Linked DNA regions of Mus musculus: region 1 is linked to region 2. A link is a contact called in public HiChIP or PLAC-seq data. All regions are on one chromosome and are shown on one strand. Each heading gives the region's core, a stretch centred on a gene start, on an enhancer-like site or on the middle of the called end of the contact. The rest is flanking DNA. Distances are from core to core; before and after follow the strand shown. Region 1 holds the start of B3gat1 (beta-1,3-glucuronyltransferase 1 (glucuronosyltransferase P)). Region 2 holds the start of Tbx20 (T-box 20).

What was found. HiChIP or PLAC-seq counts read pairs in DNA pulled down with a chosen protein or histone mark.
Region 1: an H3K4me3 HiChIP or PLAC-seq map of embryonic forebrain shows a contact between it and region 2, with 4 times the contacts expected there. The contact joins the promoter of B3gat1 here to the promoter of Tbx20 in region 2. A contact is called at or near these places in 1 of 39 promoter capture datasets (pre-B cells) and 1 of 115 datasets of contacts at active chromatin or transcription factors (embryonic forebrain).

What each region holds. Positions count from the first base shown.
Region 1 is chr9:26,731,629-26,735,885 of GRCm38.p6, forward strand. It overlaps B3gat1 (beta-1,3-glucuronyltransferase 1 (glucuronosyltransferase P)), which reads left to right and starts at 2,180. Exons shown (of 7, transcript NM_001310766.1): 1 at 2,180-2,549. Gm48393 (a long non-coding RNA gene) reads right to left here and starts at 1,255. Exons shown (of 4, transcript XR_003948112.1): 1 at 1-1,255.
Region 2 is chr9:24,772,404-24,776,669 of GRCm38.p6, forward strand. It overlaps Tbx20 (T-box 20), which reads right to left and starts at 1,900. Exons shown (of 8, transcript NM_194263.2): 1 at 1,316-1,900. The coding sequence starts at 1,442. It overlaps Gm29824 (a long non-coding RNA gene), which reads left to right and starts at 3,321. Exons shown (of 3, transcript XR_870586.1): 1 at 3,321-3,548; 2 at 3,952-4,067.

The DNA.
Region 1 (4,257 bases), core at 930-3,429, 2.0 Mb after region 2:
AGGTGGGAGCAGGCAGGTATGTGCATACATTCACACATACACATGATGTATACAAATGCACACTATTTGTTTGCACTGGTTTTATTGTGGTAACTTATGTATCTGTATTTTGGGCACATGTTGCATCTACATAGATACACATGTATCTTTGGGTCCATACCTGTAGAATAGTTTCAAATAAATGTCAGGCTGTGGTCTCTCCGCTGAGCCTTCTCATGCTAATTTTAATATCATATTATGGTTTCAAAGTTGGCTTTATAAATACAAAAAAAATACCATAAACAGCCCCAGGCTAACTTTCAAGACATGTTTCCAGAATGGGGTTTTATTATCACTGTTGTTCTCACAAGAATGGTGCGATAAAACTTGCAACCATTCCTGCTCCATCTGGTTGAATGCCAGGCTAGAGAAGTTAGAGGGGAAGCCACCCCATAGAACAACCAGAGGACATTTGCTGGCCGAAGCCTGTGGGACCAGACAAGATCCTGTCGGCTTACCGAAAACCTGTCTTATTACTAAAGAGACAGGCCCAGAGGTCACTTAGGTAGTGCCTTTAACCCATTCATTATTCCAGCATTGTCCTGAATCCCCAACCTGGGGATTTGGCACCATCCTGGGCAGAGATATGAGTGAGTGTGACCCCACACATGGATGCTCCTGTCTGTGGGCATCAGCTTCCCTGTTGGTAAGAATCAGCCTCCAAGATCATCTCTGCCCTGTCACTTAGTAATTTTGGGTGGTATGGTTTCCTCAAGGAGATGCAGCAAGACAGCATGCCCTGGGCTCCCTGGTATGGAGTAAGGGGAGAAGAGTCTGGAGAAAGCCTCTCTCTAGAGACAGTAATTCTGTATTTTCTATGGGATGTTGTAAACTGTGACTACTACCTAACCTCAAAGCCTTGAAGAACAGAATTGATTCTAGAGCCTTTACACCACTCAACTTCACCCAAGAGGAGAACCAGGCTTCATCCTGATAGGCAGAGGTGATGGTGAAGAGCTGTGGGCTCAGCCTCAGCCCACAGTATAAAGTACGTTTCAACCCAGCAATGCCTAGCGGTGGAGCTGGTCTTTTGGAGTTTTGAAGAGGACACAGCTGAAGGCCCTGACCACAGGTGTCAGTGAGGACTATCAGCAATATAAACCTGAAGGTGCATGGATGGCATCTTAGGCTCTGGCAAGTAGACAATAGCATTTAGAAATCTCCCACTGGATGACTGCATGGCAGAGAGAGAGGGAGAGAGAGAGAGAGAGAGAGAGAGAGAGAGAGAGAGAGAGAGAGAGAGAGAGAGAGAGAGAGACAGAGACAGAGAGAGACAGAGACAGAGAGAGAGAGAGAGAGAGAGAGAGAGAGAGAGAGAGAGAGAGAAACTCCCTGTATCCTAGCATCCCAGCATCCCAGCCCCCCAATACCTAGAAATTCCTGGATGGCCTGCCCACCCACATTGGCCATCTCTTCATTCTGCACCAGACTGTGCCTCCTGCCTCCTTGTTAGATGCCCAGTGCTGGGGGGCGGGAAAGCAGAGTGACCCTCAACATTTTGGCATATCCTTAAAAGAAAGAAGCAGTGCCCACAGGTGGGGCTGCCCCACTGGCAGGCTCCTTGGGGACTCCTACCTCCGACCCATACAAACAACCCTGTATCCACTTCGGATTGCCCGAAGCCAAGCTGGGGGCCGCACCCTCTTTCACAGCCGCACTCATTCCAGCTCAGTGTCTTAGTCCCGCAGAACCGTGCCCCACCGCAACCCCCAAACCCTCAGCATCCCAGCCCGGAAACAATCGCCCTTTGAGAGAAGCTGCCAAGCCAGGGGCCTGAGCAGCCAGGATTGAAGGATGGAGGCGGGTGAGCTGGGGGTGCCGGCAGGGCGGGCGCGCTCTCACTCGAGCCAAAGCTGGGGTGCCCTGGGCCCCGCCCGAGGCCACTCCAGCATCCAAACGAAGTCCCAGACGCCCCAGAGGGAGGGCCACAGAGGAGAGAGCAGGGAGGTGATACCAAGCTAGAGGAGGGGGTCCAGCGTCGGCCCCCGCCTCAGCCCGCGAGGTTGGTACGGACCGCGAGTGGCTCGGGTCCCGCCGGCAGCTCGCGCTCGCGGGGGCGGGGTGCGTGGGGGCGGGGCGGGAGGCGCTGTCACAGCCGCGGCCGCACCGCGCATCCGCCGCCGCCAGCGCCGAGGGCACCACGCGCTGGCCCGCTCGGCTGGGCTCCGGCCGCGCGCCCAGCCATCCCGGCCCGGCCGGCCCGCGCGTCGCCTCTTGGGGCTCCGATCGCCGCCCCGCGCCTCGCCACCCGCGCCCTCCTGCGCGCTCCAGGGTTCTGGCCGCTGCCTGGCTGAGCCCAGAAGCAGCGGGGCCGTGATAGCGGGCCGGCCGGGGCTGCGGACGAGTGGGCCCGCGGCTATGAAGTGGCCCCCGAGGGCACGGAACCGGAGAACGCCTCGAGAGAGAAGCGCGCGCATCGCAGGGCAGCAGCCTTGGGTCGCTGGGGCCAGGGTATAGGACTGCCACCCGCTATGGACTGCGCCAGGGACGATATGGACTCGCTGCCGCAGGTCAGTGTCCGGCGCCCTGAGCCCCCACCTCCGCGGTGCACAGAGCCCCTTTATGCGTCCCCATCAGTACCCACGCCATGTCCGCCCGCGTGCGCGCGCGGTGTGTGTGTGTGTGTGTGTGTGTGTGTGTGTGTGTGTGTGTGTTGCACAAAATAGGAACATCCATCGGGAAATAGGGCCGGCTGGCAGGGCCTGCACCTGAGAGGATAGGAAATAAAGCTCGGATGCTGCCTGCCCCGCTCCATTAGGATGAAGGCAAGAACTGGTTCTCTGAGTCTTCTAACAACTGGTCTTTCTCTTAGCTCTTCTGTCCCTTGCCACCTCAGCAGGTGGTTCTTAGTGGCCCATAGGATTATAGGAGAAGGGGTCAGCTCTAGCTGCACCCCTACTCACCGGCAGGGACCCCAATCTCTCTGTCTTTCCTGGACATTTACAAATTAATTCTTTTCAGGGGAACCAAGTGACGCTCATCTTTCCTGTGGGTGCTGGGAGCCAAGAGATGTGGAAAGTGACAGTGAATCTTAGAGACCTTCAGTGCAGTAAAGCGGAAGGAGGCAGGGCCAGGTCATTACCTTCCTCTGTGCACTTGATCATACAAGTTCAGAAAAGGAAACTGAGATGTGAAGTAAGAGGAAAAAGTATCAGATCCCGCACCCCAGGGAACCGGAGTGTCAGACTCCTCTTAAGCAGCTCAGGTCAAGAGCCCACCCACTCCCAACTCACCCCACCCACCTACAGGAACTTGGTTTTCATGAGCTACCACTTTCTTAGCCGGATCTAGTCCTAGTGCACTCACTGGACAGCTTATAGAAGGTGGAGCTGAGATGACCCCCCAGATTTCTAAAGGCACAGGACCTTGAGCAGGGCTTTTTGTTGACAGTGGATTCCCCCATGCTTGAGTGGTACTTCTTTACGGAGACCAGTTTAGCTGGAGTGCCCAGCAGAATCTCGATCTTGGACTATCTGGCATACAGTTGCAAGTGAACGAGACAGCTATCCATATGCCTGACACAGAAATAATGTGCATGTGGTGTGTGTGTGTGTGTGTGTGTGTGTGTGTGTGTGTGTGTGTGTGTGTAAATGGCAAGCACGGGGCTTCACAAGTGACTGGTATTGAGGTGGGTATTTAGCTGTGTAGGGCTGTTGTTGTTCTAGTCTTCTGTCCTTAGCATCTCCCTTTTCTGTCAAGAGTCACTACAGAGAGGAGGCATTTCCTTTTAGAACCTGCTCAGTTGGTGAGCACTATTGAACCAAACATCAAGTCCTTTCTGTGTTCATGCAAGACAAAGATCCTTGCCATGAAACCTTTGCAAAGCCTCCCACTCTGCTCAGTTCACTTGCAGGATCTGCCAAGGTCCTGGGCTCGCATTCTGTCTCCTCTCTGCCCCTTTCAAAAAGAGAAAAAAACGCTTCCGAGGGTGATGGGACCAGGGAAATGAATGCATGCATACCCGCACTTGGCACTGAGACCATTGTCTTGCTGCTCCCATTTGTACAGCTGCTCTCCAAGGGCTTAGGGATCACCCTGTGCCTGTGGGCGTGGTTGGATCTGTGCATGTGCTTTCTGGGTGAGGTGCTACTGAATGCTCCACCTGAACCCTGGGCAGGAAAATCACTAAAGGGGACCCAATTACAGGATGGGAGCCTGTAGCAAAGAACAAGCTGCCCAGAGGAAGACGCCCACTTCTGCTCAAGCTTTTTATTAGAT
Region 2 (4,266 bases), core at 650-3,149:
AAGAACTGATACAGAAATGAGAGTAGTGGAGCTGGCAAGCTTCCAGACCACTGCTCACATGTTTGTCAGGAATTTTGACCTGAGATCTTCTTTTCCTACTGGGTACCAAAATGAGATGGGGGTATTAAATTCCCTAAGTACAAGGATAATGATCGGAAGCCTCAGCAGGTCCAACTTGGACAGTAGTAGCCAATGCTCTCTCTAAATAATCAGGATTTGTTGGCTTGCTCACATTGCCTTCGCAGATCTTGACTTAGGTGGAAGTTAGGAGTTCTTATTCACACTCATTTCCCTGTCTTACATCTCCTTGGTACCACTGTTGTTTTGGACTTTAGTAATCTCCTGTCACTGTGTAAACTCCTTAGTTTCCCAAGCCCCTTTCTTCTCTAGTGTTTATCTTGGATGTGAAATGTATTAGAGTTGGGAAGGGATAGCGAAAAAGAAAAAAGTGATGACTTTTTTCAACTGTCTTAACTTAGCTACTTGATTTCTGATAGTCGGCGATTAGGGTGTGCGATAATTATTACCAAGGCCCTTAGAATAGCAACTCATTTTCCCTGGGTTGTAAGGGTTTTCAGAACCCCTATCCTGAGCAGTTGCTTTTATACAACTCTCGTGTGCTCAAGACACCCTCACCGCTCATCTCTCTTTAATCTGTGCCTAGTTTCCTCTGTAAAGAAAACAGTTTTTATAGAGACAGTGTTAAATTTCGAGGAATTTGGGGAGGCCTTGCCAGTCTCAATTGAAAATCGCAAGTATAAAATGGGGGTTCCTGACCAAAAAAAAAAAAAAAAAAAAAAGCCGGCTCTTGCGTGGAAAAACCGGCCTATTTTATAGTCCTTTTCAGACATATTAAGACTGTTAATTGTGATAGAAAAATTAAACTGGCTTCTTGTGAAGTCTCAGAGTCTTTGATTCCAAGCGCAGGCTTGGGTGTTATATACCACCGTGGATCCCGAATCTTAACCCTTACTTGTCCTTGAATTTGTTTTCATTCAAACAAACAAATTTGTACAGCATTCATACTATCTAAGTGATGTCGAGATTCCAAGAAACTGGGGAAAGCGAATACAAACACAAGCCGGTAGTGAGAATTCACTACCTTTAATTGATGGTGAAGCCTCCAAAGAAAACTTGAGAGGAAAAGAAAAAAAAAAAGTCTTTCTCCCAGGACCGAATTCTGGTCCATACTCTGAGACTTAGCAGTAGATCCAGACGGTAGAAAAAGCCACCTTTGCTTCCCGCGGAGCAAACTGCCCGCACCCGGGAAACAGATTAGCAGGGCCCATACTGACTGCCTAGTACCCCGACTTACCCAGGGGTTTGATGGTGTTCTCTGCTGCCTCCTTCTCCTTGGGGCCGCCGCTGGACATAAGCGCGGCGATGGAGAAGGCATTGGCTCGAGAGGAGAGCTGGGGCTTGGGCGACGCCGTGAACTCCATGGTTCCCAGCGTGCGGTCCTGCTCAGGAACCTGGACTGACAAACCACAGTCCAGCTTCCCCAAAGGGAGACAAAGACCCGAAACTGCAGCTCAAAGTTCCAGAGAGCAAGCAAAGCGGAACTGGGGACCCCCCCGAAGCGTCCGTTCCCAGGTTTTGATGGCCTCTCCAGTCCACTAGAGCAAAGCAGGGGAGCCGCAGAGACTTCGAACCAGCAGGAAAGCAGGGTGGGGACCAGCCGGGAACTCAAAACTGTAAGCCCACTGCGCAAAACGCGGGGTCCCCAGCACCCACGCCGAGTTCTCCCTCCCTTCCCTCCTTGGGTCCGCTGAGTGGCCCAAGTCCGAGGAGGTGACGATCGGCGTGGGACTCTAGAGGGTGCGGAAACCAGGGAGTCGGATCTCCTCTCTGCAGAGCGCAGCAAGGCGCGACCTAAACTGTGCCTAGGCGCCTGCTGCCTCGCGCCTTAATTTGCTGGCGGTGGCCATCCCTGCGGGCAGCAGCCAGTCAGCGTGGTCTCACGTCACTGCTTCCAGACTGTGCGGAGTGGGGCGGGGCCGAGCGGCGCAGGGAGAGAGCGCCTAGGGCACTGCGCCCTCCTGCCTCTGCGCTCCCGGTGGAGAGCCGGAGAAGACGCACAGTGAACAGGGTGGCGGAGCTAGCCGGACCGCCTCCGCCCAGAGTCTCAGATCCCGCAGGAGGGAAGCATGCGCTGTCTAGAGAGGCACTTTCACTGCTACCCAGAAACAGGCATTTGCGTTGCTCTGGACTGAATGTCACCAAAGGAAGTCCTACTGAGTTCCGCATTTTCTACCTTTCCTACTGGAGCTCCCAAATAGTTGAGAAGGGCCCAGTAGAGCAAATTCCTCATCGCTGAGCGGCATTAACCTGGTGACGCAGCACAGTGCCTAGTGCTAGGTCCCCTACTTGACAGTCCCCAAGTTATGTCTCTTTTCACAGAGAGCTGGAGAGGCAGGGCTCTGGGAAAGAATGCTGAGCTGCAGGGTGCCTGTAGGAAGGATACTTTGTTTTGATTTTTTGTTTGTTTTTGTTGATTTTGTTTTTGGCGAACCTGGCTTTCTGCTGTGTGGTGGTTTGTTTCCCTTCTAGTCTGGGTTTTCTATTCTGGAGACTCTGAAAGTAGGGAAGTGGCCTGAAGCAAGGAGGGGGGGTCAGGACTTGGAGCTCTAAGGGGACCATGCGATGCATAGTGACTTTCTGGCTCCTCCCCCGCCCCCCCCCCACACGGAACCATCTATCTGCCTTGCAGACGCAGACTGGGCTAAGGACTTCCCACAGCCTTGTGGAGGGAGTCCTGTTGGCCTTGCTCAGTCTAAATAATTCGAATTCTCCAAATTCGCGGGGTAATCCGCTTCACTCTCAACCATGTAAACTCTAGAGGACACACACACTCAAGCTATACTTGTAAATATTTGCTCTCCTTTCCAGCCAGTTGATCTGGCGATTAGGAACCTCTTGGTAGGTCTTAAGGGGGTAGGGGAGGGGTGGGGTGAAGAACATAAAAAGAAAGACATACCCTGTCTCCCATTGCATCCTCTTCACAGCTCCCGAAACATAGTTATGGGCGAAATCGAGAGCCAGAATAACTATGAAGAACATCCCGTGTAAACAGAATGTTGGCATCTGAGGAAGTTCTGATTTAGACTGGCCTGGCCATCCTGTCTATGTTTGCTCGTTTCAGCATTTGGGTTGTAATGTGTCAATGTTGAGGGAAATTAGAAATTAGTAAAACTGCAGACTTTTCATACTAGAAGGTTTTTTTTTTTTTTCCTTGTCTGGACCAACTACTTTGAAAAGATCGAAGGTGACAAGTTGGCAGAGCAGTGTCTCTTTTTTGCAAGTCTCCCCCATCCTCCAACCATGTCCCAGTCATTCCCCTCTCCTCCCCACAGGTCAGGAATCTCTGGACTCATAAGTGTGTGCAAGTCAGTAGAGAGTATCAGATCTCCTGGAGCTGGGATTACAGGCTGTTGTGAGCCCTCTGTGTGGGTGCTAGGGAGTGAAGTCCTCCAGATCTCTAAAGAGGAGCAAATGCTTTTAGCTGCTCATCCATCTCTCCTGGCCTTAGATACAATGTCTCAATCAAGGTAGTGTTTTCTTTTTATTGTAAGGTTCCCATTGGTTTGCTTCTTGTCTGATTTTTTTAGAGTTTGTCAAGGAAGATGGATTTATTTGAAGAAGAGAGTTTTTGTTTTTGTTTTTTTAATTTGGGAGAGAGAGGTTTACTTAGACCTTGATATAATGTTTCAACTAATGTAGATTTTGTTGGTTGGATCTAGTTTTCAATAGCTCACTGTGTTGTTACACCCTAATTAATAAAACTATTATTCCATCTTATAAGGGGAGGTACTGTCTTTACTACCTTAGCAGCTTAGATTGTTGGAATGGCATCCTGAAAGATACATCAGTTTCAGAGAAGCAGACTGAGCACAGGAAAGCAGAATTGCTGAACTTGCTTTCCCTTTTCCTACAAGTGCCACTGTGTCCCAGTTCTAGGATGTTTGTGGGCAGAAAATCACTCAAAAGCAGAAGAGACTGCGCAAGTGGGAGGAGACAGCAAGCTGAAGGAATTGAAATGAACACTTAAACAAAGCCATAGGCCAGAGGTGAGTCACTTGGGTGTCCCTAAGCTATGCATCTTGTTGGCGTTGAAACGATCATCACAGCCAAACATTACTACAGGCTTATTATACTGGTAAGCTGCTCTCCTCTTAGATCCAATGCCTATATGAATCAATGTGTTGCTATAGGACCTGTAGCTAGTGCTGACAGAGAGGAATCGCCTCAGGGTAATCTAAACCTCCT